Linked DNA regions of Mus musculus: all the other regions are linked to region 2. Evidence: chromatin contacts called from public Hi-C and promoter capture Hi-C data. All regions are on one chromosome and are shown on one strand. The core of a region is the stretch at or near the end of the contact, and the rest is flanking DNA. Distances in the headings are between cores, read along the strand shown.

What was found. Promoter capture Hi-C pulls out the DNA fragments that hold promoters and counts their contacts. Hi-C and Micro-C count contacts between places; a contact is called where the count stands out from the background.
Region 1: a Hi-C map of embryonic stem cells shows a contact between it and region 2, with 1.7 times the contacts expected there. The contact joins the promoter of Nin here to the promoter of Trim9 in region 2. A contact is called at or near these places in 8 of 39 promoter capture datasets (cranial neural crest, embryonic stem cells, epiblast stem cells and 3 more), 7 of 484 Hi-C or Micro-C datasets (LSK cells, cerebral cortex, embryonic stem cells and 1 more), 1 of 115 datasets of contacts at active chromatin or transcription factors (embryonic stem cells) and 3 of 9 other capture datasets (adipose tissue, embryonic stem cells and pancreatic islet).
Region 3: a promoter capture Hi-C map of embryonic stem cells shows a contact between it and region 2, with 3 times the contacts expected there. The contact joins the promoter of Abhd12b here to the promoter of Trim9 in region 2. A contact is called at or near these places in 15 of 39 promoter capture datasets (the 3T3-L1 cell line, 3T3-L1-derived adipocytes, the HPC-7 cell line and 9 more), 1 of 484 Hi-C or Micro-C datasets (the N1E-115 cell line) and 2 of 9 other capture datasets (embryonic stem cells and pancreatic islet).

What each region holds. Positions count from the first base shown.
Region 1 is chr12:70,101,248-70,105,157 of GRCm38.p6, reverse strand. It overlaps Nin (ninein), which reads left to right and starts at 2,304. Exons shown (of 29, transcript NM_001081453.1): 1 at 2,304-2,507. The coding sequence starts at 2,325.
Region 2 is chr12:70,345,046-70,348,951 of GRCm38.p6, reverse strand. Trim9 (tripartite motif-containing 9) reads left to right here and starts at 1,338. Exons shown (of 14, transcript NM_001286388.1): 1 at 1,338-2,605. The coding sequence starts at 1,784.
Region 3 is chr12:70,151,990-70,155,803 of GRCm38.p6, reverse strand. It overlaps Abhd12b (abhydrolase domain containing 12B), which reads right to left and starts at 1,673. Exons shown (of 13, transcript NM_001195033.2): 1 at 1,539-1,673. The coding sequence starts at 1,633.

The DNA of each region.
Region 1 (3,910 bases), core at 1,055-3,554, 240 kb after region 2:
ACCTTGGCGTTCCTTTTTTGAAGCTTTGATGTTTATGTAGCACTCCCAACATATTTTGAAAACATTTACATACTGATTAGTTAACCCAGCAGACCAACCCTGGGAAGGCAGCCAGAGCCTGCTGCACCTCAGTGGTTTTCTGCTGATGGAAGAGACCTTCCCAGCCCTGGGAGCCTGGACCTACTCTCTATCACACTGCTTTCACAGGTGTCCCTAAACACTAAGCTGTACTGCAGCTTCCTCCCAGGTCCTCTGACGTCATCCAGTGTGGGGTCATGGCTTATCTTCAGTTTTTTTTTTTTTTTTTGGTTGGGGTGTTTGTCTTTTTTGTTGGTTTCACACACACACACACACACACACACACACACACACACACACACACAAAAGATGACAGGGTCTCACTATGTAGCCCTGGCTGTTCTAAAACTCTGTAGACTAGGCTGGCCTTGAACTCACAGAGATTCGCCTGTCTCTGCCTCTCAAGTGCTGGTATCAAAGGCATCCACCACTACACCTGGCTATTTGCCTGTCATGTTATGGACAGTTGTCTGTGGAAAGAAAGAAAGTGGCCTAGAGGGGCGTTGCATTGTTTCAGAAAGCTCCATTGCCCTGGGCCTGAGCTGTGTGCAGCTTAAATTACACTGTCTGCCTTCCTGGGAGCTGCTCTGAGCTCTGACTCAGGGCTTTAGTTAAAGGGGCTGCTTTTACTGTTGGTGCTTTGGGGGGTTGGACCCAGGGCCTTGCACATGCTAAGCATCTATGATGTTCCACTGAGCTACACCCCCAAGCCCTGGGGAAGGTGCTGTGTTTTGTAGTCATGGGGTTGGCTGAAAGCCTGATTGCAGACGCCTGAGGTCACCATCCCAAGGGTATGTGTGCGTTTGGCACCCTCGATTGCATCAGGAAGCTGCTTCCAGGTGTGCAGCATTTGGGCTGGATCCAGCACATTAAAAATTGATTATTGTGTACAAGGAGAAGGAAAGATCTTTTTCATTTTTTTCTTTTTAAACTCTGTATGTGTGTTACTTGTCTTCGTTCATTCATTCTCTCTCTCTCTCTCTCTCTTAATTGAAACAGGGTTTTCTGTGTGGAACTTGCTCTGTATGCCCTGCTGCTGTGAACTCACAGAGATCCATCTACCTTTCTTTCTTTTCTTTCTTTCTTTCTTTCTTTCTTTCTTTCCTTCCTTCCTTCCTTCCTTCCTTTCTTTCTTTCTCCTTGTTTTTTTTGAGACAGAGTTTCTCTGTGTAGCCCTGGCTGTCCTGGAACTCACTCTGTAGACCAGGCTGGCCTTGAACTCAGAAATTCGCCTGCCTCTGCCTCCCAAGTGCTGGGATTAAAGGCGTGCGCCGCCACGCCCGGCCTGTGAACATCTTATCCTTGAAGTAAAATACCTGGATTTGTGTGGTTTTATTTTTAGCAAAAGATGACTGAAAGCTTTTGGTGATGTCAGGTTTTTACTGATTCTAGGGGGGGGGTGAAAGGCTGGGACCCGGGAATCAGTAATGAAAGACTGAGCAGTCGGGAATGAAGCGTGAGTTGCTGGCGGTGGAGGAGTTCAGAGATGCTGTTCAACTCTCCCAAAACAGCCAGTGGCTCCTCAGGAAAGGTGGGCGGTGTTTTACCCTTTCTCTAGGCAACTAAGCATTACCTAGAACACCCTGGGGCAAAAGAGAGCCTTGGGGGAATACTTTCTGCCTGCTGTGTGTAATTGCACCAGCAGGGCTAATTGAGCTGCTTTTTGAATCAAAGGCTTCTGGGTGGCATAAATAGGGAGATGGCTCAGCCAGTGCCTCTGATGTAGCTGTGATGTGGAATACCTAGGCTGAATGGAGTGAAAGTTGGCCACACCTCAGATCCCAGCATCTGGGGAGGTTGTCTACAGCTTGCTGACTTGTCTGGCAGCTCTGACCACCGTAGTGACTGAATACTAATAATTATCTCATCTGACCTGACCGGCTGGTAGAAGAGACTTTCACTTTCCTGAGTCCCCAGGCTGATAGGTGAGAAACCCTTTCAGGTGTGAGACAGGCCATTTGCCTGTCAGGAAGGAGGAGGACTGCCTGCCTAAACCCTTCCTGCTAGGAATGCTACTCCATTGTAGCGGTACAGTTGTGCCCTCGTGCTGGTGTGTGTACAAGTACCACTGGCCAGGCAGGGCCTTGCTGCAGAGTGTTCCAAGTGGCTGATGGGACTTGGGGGGGGGGGGGGGAGATGTGTGTGTCCAGGTAGAGCTGGGGAAGATTCATGTGTCCGTCCAATTGTGACCTGTCCCAACCTGTCTTCCTTCATGTCCCACACAGGTGAGCGCTGTGGGCTATGGGATGGATGAGGTGGAGGAGGACCAGCATGAAGCCCGACTCAAGGAGCTGTTTGACAGTTTTGACACCCTGGGAACTGGGTCTCTGGGTCAAGAGGAGCTCACTGACCTCTGCCACGTGCTGTGCTTGGAGGATGTGGGCCCGGTGCTGCAACAGACGCTACTCCAGGACAACCTCTTGGGCAGGGTAAGATCTGGGGAAGAACAGAGTTGGTTGGAAGTGGGGCGCGGTTTCTGTCAGAGTACTGGGGTTGGTGGCAAGCCACAGGTGTGTTGCAACTTGTCTCTTGCAACCTGGCCGTTAGCCTGGGGCGTGTAGTTTGCTCTCGTGATAAGGGCAATGCTAGATTTAGTCTGCACTTGGAATTAAGTTGTACACTGAGCATTATGGGTAACAGGAGAAATTGACTGTTTCCCAGACTTTTTTTTTTTTTTTTTTTTTTGGAGACAGGGTTTCTCTGTGTAGCCCTGGCTGTCCTGGAACTCACTTTGTAGACCAGGCTGGCCTCGAACTCAGAAATCCGCCTGCCTCTGCCTCCCGAGTGCTGGGATTAAAGGAGTGCTCCACCACGCCCGGCTCAGACTTTTTTTCCTTGTTCTTTGTGGGTGAGATTTCATTGGAAAAGAAAGAAAGGCGGGAAGACAGCTGCCCTTCACAGGAAGTAGAAGTAGGTTTTCTGAATGATCTTCTAAAAGCTGGTTTTTGTGTGGGTCATTTTGAGGTGAAGATTGAATCTTCCGTTCAGGAAGGAAGACAGGAAGTACACAAAGCAGAGGCTGTCTCCAGTCCAACCCAACATGCATGGCGAGTGTGTGTGCAAACTGGTTAACTTCCACGTTTGGCCAGGCCATGCTTTTCCCCTAGATTAAGTCTCAGGCAAGAGAAAGAGGAAAGAGGTCCGTCCCCCCCCACCCCCCAACTTGTCCCAAGTCCCTAGCAGTGAGAAGGACAGATAGTCTGTTGCAGTCTGAGAATGCCTTTAGTTCAACCTCCTTTACAATGCTTTGTGTAGAGTTCCCCCCTCCCCACCTTTTGGCTCTAGGCCAGGCAAAATGAAGAAAAATGTTGCTAATGGCGACACCCAGTACACAGGTTTGTCCTGCGCTGTTACTCCGGGAAACAGTCCTGAAGCGTCGTTTGATTTTGCCAGATGCACCTCCTCCTCCTTCCTTGTTCACGGTCTTCCAACAGACATGTGGATAAGTGTCCCAAGGCATAGAAGTATTAGATGCGTGTCACATGAAGGAGGCAGACACAGCACTAACCATGAAGCATAAAGAAAAAAAGGATATTGGGGGATTGACATGTGAGGCCAAATAGTTCACACTTCAGGAAAAAGAAGATTTTGTTGCAAAAAGTAGGGCCACTCTTGATCACTTTGAGGAAGATTAAATGTTTGTGAGTATATGAGTATTTCCTAGAAAATGCTAAAACGACTCATTTGGAAAAATAGTAAAAACAGCAATATGCAAGGTCAAACCATTTACTCTATTTCATGTGCTCCAGGGTTTTGGGCATAGTGGAGAACAGAGTAGCATCTCCCAGTGTGGTCCTCAGGTTGCAGGCCTTTGGGATGGAGGCGTAGTTGC
Region 2 (3,906 bases), core at 89-2,588:
GCAAAGTGTCTTTGGACTAATAGTCTATATATCCTGCACTAATATAGATGATGCCCCAATCAAATCTTAAGAAACACTTTGCCTATAAACAGACTGCATATAACATTAGCAGCTCCGGTCTCAACTAATTAAAATGTGGGTTAGGAATAAACCCTGTAGGATCTGTGACTAACATAGTTTTAAATAACAATGTGAATTTTCCTCCCACACAACCAATGATCAACTACTGTAATCATTGTGCTAAAAAATATATTTGCAAGATAATTCAATTTATTTGTACTATTTCTCCAAAATCAAGATTATAGAAAGTACTTCTTTTCTCTGGGAAAAAAAAAAGTGCTTTTAAATTATAAAGTAAGCTATGAATAATTGTTATCTTCTGGAAATTGAAAATTTGGAAGATCCCACGAACTTGAAAACCATTTTTGTCACTTGCTTCATGAATCACTCGGAAAATTAACTATGTATGCTCCCAAGATAAATTACTTCCTTGGAATGTCACTAGATTCAAAGATTCTCCCCCATTGAGTAGCAGGCTGATATCTTTATTCAAAGATTCTATCATTGTCATCATTTCAAGGGTTATACAGGCAAGAGGCAGGACTTATTATCTCTAGCACCGTTTGGGGGAAAGAGAAATCGGTTAGAATATAAGGGCTATCACTGGATCCCTCGTTATCTTACAGAAGCAGAAATAATATCCCACCCCTCTTCTGGAATTTATGGTAGATGCTAAGGGCATGTGACATTGGATAATATTGTTTGGAATCTTCAGTACCATAGCGATTCGTTCACATAGCTAGTTAACAACCGATAAACACTCAGAAATACACAAACACTGCCTGACTCAACTCAACTAACCTTCCTGGGGCCTCTCGAAAACTGGGGGATGGAGCTTCGGGAGGTTGGGGAGGGTGAGAGGTACCTTTGCTCCAAGGCGTAGGGCCTCCGCACATTTAAAGCATGTAGCGATGGTGGCACAGCTTTTGGGGGAATGCTGAGCCTTTGCCTCGGGTAGGGAAAAAGCTACCAGGGATGCAGAAAGGGGACACTGCAGCCATGGCACACCACCATCTTCCCTAAACACCAGAGATGCGGGCGCTCCAGCTGCTTCTGAGGGTTGGAGAAAAGCCCAAAAGGCTCCAGGAAGGCTCGGGGGAGGTGCTGGCTCTACGCCAGCAGCGGAAGGAGAAGGGGTGGGTCGGCATGCAGACCAAAGCTGGAAGGCAAGCGCCAAGCGCTGGCGACAGGCAGCAGCAGCCCACTCGCGACCGGGAGGGGTTCTCACGCCCCCTGCTCCGGGGTGACTGCACCCGAGCTCAGAAGGAAGCGTGGAGGGGGGTAGGAAAGGATGAATCATCCCGCCCCACTTCTTCTCGGCTTGCGCCAGCCCCCTCCTAAAATCCCGCAGCAGCCAGCAGGCGATGCCGGGGCTCCAGCTCCGACTCATAGAGCCCTCAGCGACCTGCAGAGGAGAGGAGACGGACAAGGCGGGAGGCCAATAAGAAAGCAGCTCTCACGGCCACCGTCCGATGAGCCTCCGCTCCCTGGCGGGGCGGGGCTAGCAGTGGGAAGGGGGCGGACCCGGGCTGGCGCGCAGCGCGGAGGCTCGGTGGCTCACAGAGAGAGCGCATCCTGGGGAGTCGGCGCCTAGGCGACCGGGGAAGGCGCCACCACCGCCGCCGCTGGCCAAGGTGCTGGCCACCACAGGCCCATCGGCTGCTTCGCCAGGTCAGGCCCCCTCCGCCGCAGCCGCTGCTGCCTCGCTTCCAGCCAGGTCCCCATGGAAGAGATGGAAGAAGAGTTAAAATGCCCTGTGTGTGGCTCCTTCTATCGGGAGCCCATCATCTTGCCCTGCTCTCACAATTTATGTCAGGCGTGCGCCCGCAACATCCTGGTGCAGACCCCGGAGTCCGAGTCCCCCCAGAGCCGCCGGGCCTCGGGCTCTGGGGTTTCTGACTATGATTATCTGGACCTGGACAAGATGAGCCTGTACAGCGAGGCGGACAGCGGCTATGGCTCCTACGGAGGTTTCGCCAGCGCCCCCACTACCCCGTGCCAGAAGTCGCCCAACGGCGTCCGCGTTTTCCCCCCTGCTATGCCGCCACCGCCCACCCACCTGTCACCGGCTTTGGCCCCTGTGCCCCGCAATTCCTGCATCACCTGCCCCCAGTGCCACCGCAGCCTCATTCTGGATGACCGGGGGCTCCGCGGTTTCCCCAAGAACCGCGTCCTGGAAGGGGTCATCGACCGCTACCAACAGAGCAAAGCCGCGGCCCTCAAGTGCCAGCTCTGCGAGAAGGCGCCCAAGGAAGCCACGGTCATGTGTGAACAGTGCGATGTCTTCTACTGCGACCCTTGCCGTCTGCGCTGCCACCCGCCCCGGGGTCCCCTAGCCAAACACCGTCTGGTGCCCCCGGCCCAGGGCCGCGTCAGCCGGCGGCTGAGCCCGCGCAAGGTCTCCACCTGCACAGACCACGAGCTGGAGAACCACAGCATGTACTGCGTGCAATGCAAGATGCCCGTGTGCTACCAGTGCCTAGAGGAGGGCAAACACTCCAGCCACGAAGTCAAGGCTTTGGGGGCTATGTGGAAATTGCACAAGGTGAGTCCTATGCAACCCACCCCTGACTCCCCGCGCCCTAGGGTCCTCCAGATTTGCAGCACTCGGTCCCTCCTAGGGTGACAGCGCATCCCAGTGGGGGCGCAGTGCAAGTGCCTTCGGCGTCTGCCTTGAGATCTGGTGCATTGCAGGAGGCTCAGGGGACGTTTGAGGCGACGCAGGGAAGTTGAAGGTCTCCAGAGAGTGGTTGTAGGAATACCTTAGCACGGGTCTCCCTTCCCATGCATTCTGCCTGTGAGCTGGGCCTAAGATGCCCCCTCTTTAGTCTGCAGCCTATCTATGGTCGCCACCACCATAGGGCAAAGCCTACTTGGTTTGACGGAGGCTCGCGGGTGGCAGAGGCCTCCGGGCATGCGCCTCTACAGGGTGGGCTGAGGGCTTGGGAGACTAGGGCAGGTCGGGGCAGTGGGGTTGGGTAGACCTCAGGGGGCTATCTCAGCAAAGGAGACAGAAGCCCTGATGCACAGCGGGGGCGGGGAGAGACTCCGTGGCTGGAATACTGATGAGTTGGCTCTGAGCTGGACCTGACTCTGCTGAAAGAGAAGCAGGTCTGGGTGCCCAGAACTCCTGTGGTCCTATGGCATACAGTCTAGGCCTTAACCCTCGAGGGTGGGGACCTAAGGCTGAAGCAGAAGGACCAGAGTTTTCTGAGCGGTCGCGTACTAAAACCATCCTTCTCTCCAAACCTTTATTCCACCAGGGTTCAAACCTTTTCCCTTTCAGTAGCTGCGTGTACAAACTTTGAGACACCTGTTAGCAGAATTCCCTTTTGGGTCCCCTTTGATAGGGTCTCTCCCCGGGCTACCGAGAAAGAATGCTATTGACATGTTGTCTTGGGACTCCTCTACTCTGATGGCTTCGTGTGATTCTCAGACCATTCTTAGAACATTCTAGCAAAGCCTACTTGACGTGTTCCTCTTGTCCTCTTCCGCTGATTGACCCTGACTCTCTGCTTCTGTGTTTCTTGCTGTTCCTCAGCCAACCCCCGGGACCTTCCCTTGGCCTAAGCCTTTACATTTGTGTGTTCTTTCCCGAGATTCTCTTCCCCAGTGCCTAGACAGGGCAACCCTCCCTTATCTCATTAACTTTGTTCAGACGTGTTAAGCCCAGATGGAGACTGCAATGACCATTTGATGACCACATGCTTCAGACAGTCCTTTGTTCCCCGTTTTATTTTTCTCAGTAGTATTTATCACCATGATAACATGCACATGCTAATTATGCTGGCTTTGTACTTATCTATTGCTCCTTCCCCCACACGTACAAAACAAGATAAGCTTTGT
Region 3 (3,814 bases), core at 424-2,923, 190 kb after region 2:
TAGGTGCAGTGCTATATGGGGCTGAGCAAGGTCAGCGCCCTGGGAACACTGGTGAATCCAAACTCCCTTGGCTCAAAGCAGCAGCAAAAGACTAGGTGCTGGAACTGGGTCTGTGCCTCAGCCCGACTCACTTTAGATCAACAATCCTCTGCTCAGTTAAAGAAAGGCACCAGTAGGCCATTCTTTGGGGAAGCATTTCTTGAGTCTAGGGAGACTTGCTTTTTACTAATTAGTGATGCATGCAGCAGACAATTTTATCAACAACTGTTTTCAGCAAAATGGCTGGCTCTCCAGGACTGTGAACTGTAGCTTTGACTATCTACCTAAGAGATGCTCTTTTCTGCCTAGTGAGGGCTAAACCATCAACCACTGGTGTTATAGAGAACTGGGGGTGGGGGATGTTTCTCATGTCAAGGGGTAAAGTGTAGGTAACTGGAGCGACGCGATGCCACCCACTCTCCAACCTCTATACCTGGCTGGGGGCGGGGGGTGGGGTGGGGTGGGGTGGGGGATAAGACAGCAAAGATTCCCTGTTCGTCATCATCCCTGGGACATTCCAAAGTGACACCTCCAGTGTGTAGCTGTGGCCAGAGAGTACTTGTAACTAACACAAAATAAAATGAAACAGAAACAAGAAACGTAACAAGAATACCAATTCAACAAACTAAACGGGATACACACACCTCCTGAGTCCACTGCCTCACACCCAGGACCTAGCTCCAAGGCCAACAAGACCGAGGATGACTGACCATTGACTCGATGGGAGACAATATTTAAAAACAAACAAAGCCGGGCGTGGTGGTGCATGCCTTTAATCCCAGCACTTGGGAGGCAGAGGCAGGCGGATTTCTGAGTTTGAGGCCAGCCTGGTCTACAGAGTAAGTTCCAGGACAGCCAGGGCTACACAGAGAAACCCTGTCTCGAAAAACCAAAACAAACAAACAAACAAGCCACAATGATAAACAGACATTTTCAGGCATAAAGAATGTTAAGAATTTACATAAGTAACCCCATATATACAAAGTGATTCCAATACCCCCAGAAGTTCAGCCAGTCCTTTAAATACACACCTGCAAACCCATACCTGAAGAGCCAGGACTCTTTTCCACCTACACAGGTCTTTGACCTACAAAGATTGCACCTCCGATTACAGCACACCATAAGTTTTTGGCTGCCTCTGTTATTAGTAATATTTAAATTCATTCGGTAGAGTTGTAAATTGAACAGATAAGAGAAACTTTTTGGAGCCTCCTTTCCAACGCTCTCATACCTTCCTGAAAAGTCAAACCTTCTGGCCTCTCTGGTCTCGGTAGGAATTGAATGCTGGGGTAATGCTATCTTCAATAACCCAGGAGTTAGCAAGAATGTGCAAGCCACAAAGTCCCCCGACCCCAAAACCAGCCCTAAAGCTTCAGTGTCCTCCAGACCTAGGAGAACCATGGACAGGTCTTGGACAGGGTAGCCCCAGCAACTGCCTAACCATGCCTAAAACTGGACAAGGGAGCTATTTTAGGTGATGACCCATCAAGCACACTCACCTCAGGTTCCTCAGGACCATAGCCCACCAGGAGGTCACAGAGGAACAGGGAGGGGGCCCTGGCTCCGAGGCTGCATCACAGTCCCTAGCGTCCATCCTGAGGTGCCTCCACTGCTGAGGGAGCTGCCACAGGCTTCCAGGGACCAGGCTTACCCTCTCCTCCCCTGCTGCTCTTGCTCCGCCCCCTTCCTCTACCCAGAGGAAAACTTGGCCACCTACCTAAGGTCACACCCATTGCAGAGGCTGGGGCTTCCTCCCTGGTTGGTCTCATACCCAGACAAGCAGGTGATGAATAGAAATGCATTGATACATAGATATAACTATGTATCCATTTGTTTCATTCTCATTGCTTTTCATTAAATATCCCTATGAGCTTTGGCAGATGCTTCCCTTGCTAGGCCCACAGAATAAAGTAAAAACTCTTAAAATCTTGACAGTAGTTTTCTAGGCACGGCTTTATAAGATCTGCCTGCCATTGCTGTCACAAGAATTTCTTTGGTTCCCTTTGTTTAAGAAACAGTTGAAAGACTGGGAAAAAAAAACTGCTTAGTGGTCAAAGGCACTCATTGCTTTTGCAGGCAATAGCACATAGTCTATAATTCCAGATCCAGATCCTTTGTGGGCACTAGGCATGAAAGTAGTGTTCAGACAGATCCACATGCAGGCAAAACACATAAACATGAAATAATATATGATTTATGTAAACACCCTTCGGGCCAAGGAATTATGAGCTACACAATGACTTCATGTATCCAAAATGAAGATCTTTTTGATGTTTTGTTTCCTTATTATCAGTATATAGCAGAGCCTATTCTCCTGCCAAGGTTAGTGGACACCTGAGCCAGCTGCTACCTGGTACAAGTTATATTCCTGAAGCTTTCTCCTAAGAGCAAGAGCCACAGGCCTGCCAGAGCTGCCTCACAGAAGCCATCAGGCTAAAGGGTGGGGATGAGGAGAAAAAAAAGATGCAATGTGATGCCAGCATCCAGGCTTCCTCCCAGAGCAAAGCGCATCATGCCCTGAAGCCAAATGTACTTTCCCCGCCCCCGCCCCCGCCCCCCCCCCCCCCCCCCCGTGTGGGTCCTCAGTAGGCTTTGACTGTGAAGCCCTGGTGCAGGGGACTCTTCCACTGGGGGAAATGGACCCTTTCAGAAAAAAAGACAGCAGTCAATAAGTGTGTGATTTCATTTCATAGAATTGGCAAGGACAGAGTCTCTGTTTCCTCTTTTAATCGCTCTGACCATGCTCATTTCAGGGGCAGAACCCAGATTGACCCTCTGCTTTCCCTGTGCCAGAGCAAGCACTCTCCCAATGAGCGATATCCCTCACCCCCTTTATGTCTACAGCTTTATGTCTAAAGCTTGAGATAAGACCCTCACTAAGTGACTCCGGCGGACCTTGAGTTCACTGCATCCCTTGCAGAACTTTAACTTTTGCTCTCTCTGCCTTGGCCTCAAGAGTAGGTGAGATTACAGGGCCTGTGCTGACAGGGCCATCTGCAGGGTGTCCACTTTCTGATTCACATCAAGATCAGAGCAATCAGATTAGGCCCAGTCCGTGTCAGCTGTTTGACAGCTCTCTCATTCTTGGCCTTACATGCCTGATAGGTGAGGCGGCTGCCAGTGAGAATTATCAGGGCCACACCTGCTGATGGGAAATGTTCTTAGGATCCCACCCCAGGAGCTGGCCACAAAGGTGGATGGTCTGGAATTTCAGAGACCTTGTGCAAGGCACCGCTGATGAGCCTCTGGACCGGAGAGCTCTGAAGAGACCCAAGAGCGTGAGGAAGGAGGGGGCGAAGACCAGTTAGCCTCGAAGGATCCCAAATTTTATTTCCAGGTTGAGAGAACTGGGGCCTGCCCTTTAGTTGAGCAAGACGAAGCCCAACTTCTGGGGAAATGTTTGAAATGATCAGCAAAGTCTCTATAGCTGAAAATTAGGGCATTCTCTTCTTGGTAAGATTTGTACATCAGTGCCCTGGGAGAGACATTCTCCACCCTAGACACCCTAGACAGACAAACAGACAGACAGACACACATACCAGTTTCCTTATTTTCAGGCTAGGCTTGAACTCCTGATCCTCCCACTGCCTCTACCGCCAAGTATTGAAATGACAGCCATGCCCTACCATGCTCCTCTCTCCCCCCTTCAAACGGCACATTTAGAAGTCAGAGTCTAGAATCTCCAATCTGACTTGGCATAATTAAAAGAAAAAAATCATTTGAGATGGAGAGATGGCTCAGCAGTTAAGAGCACTGGCACTGACTGCTCTTCCAG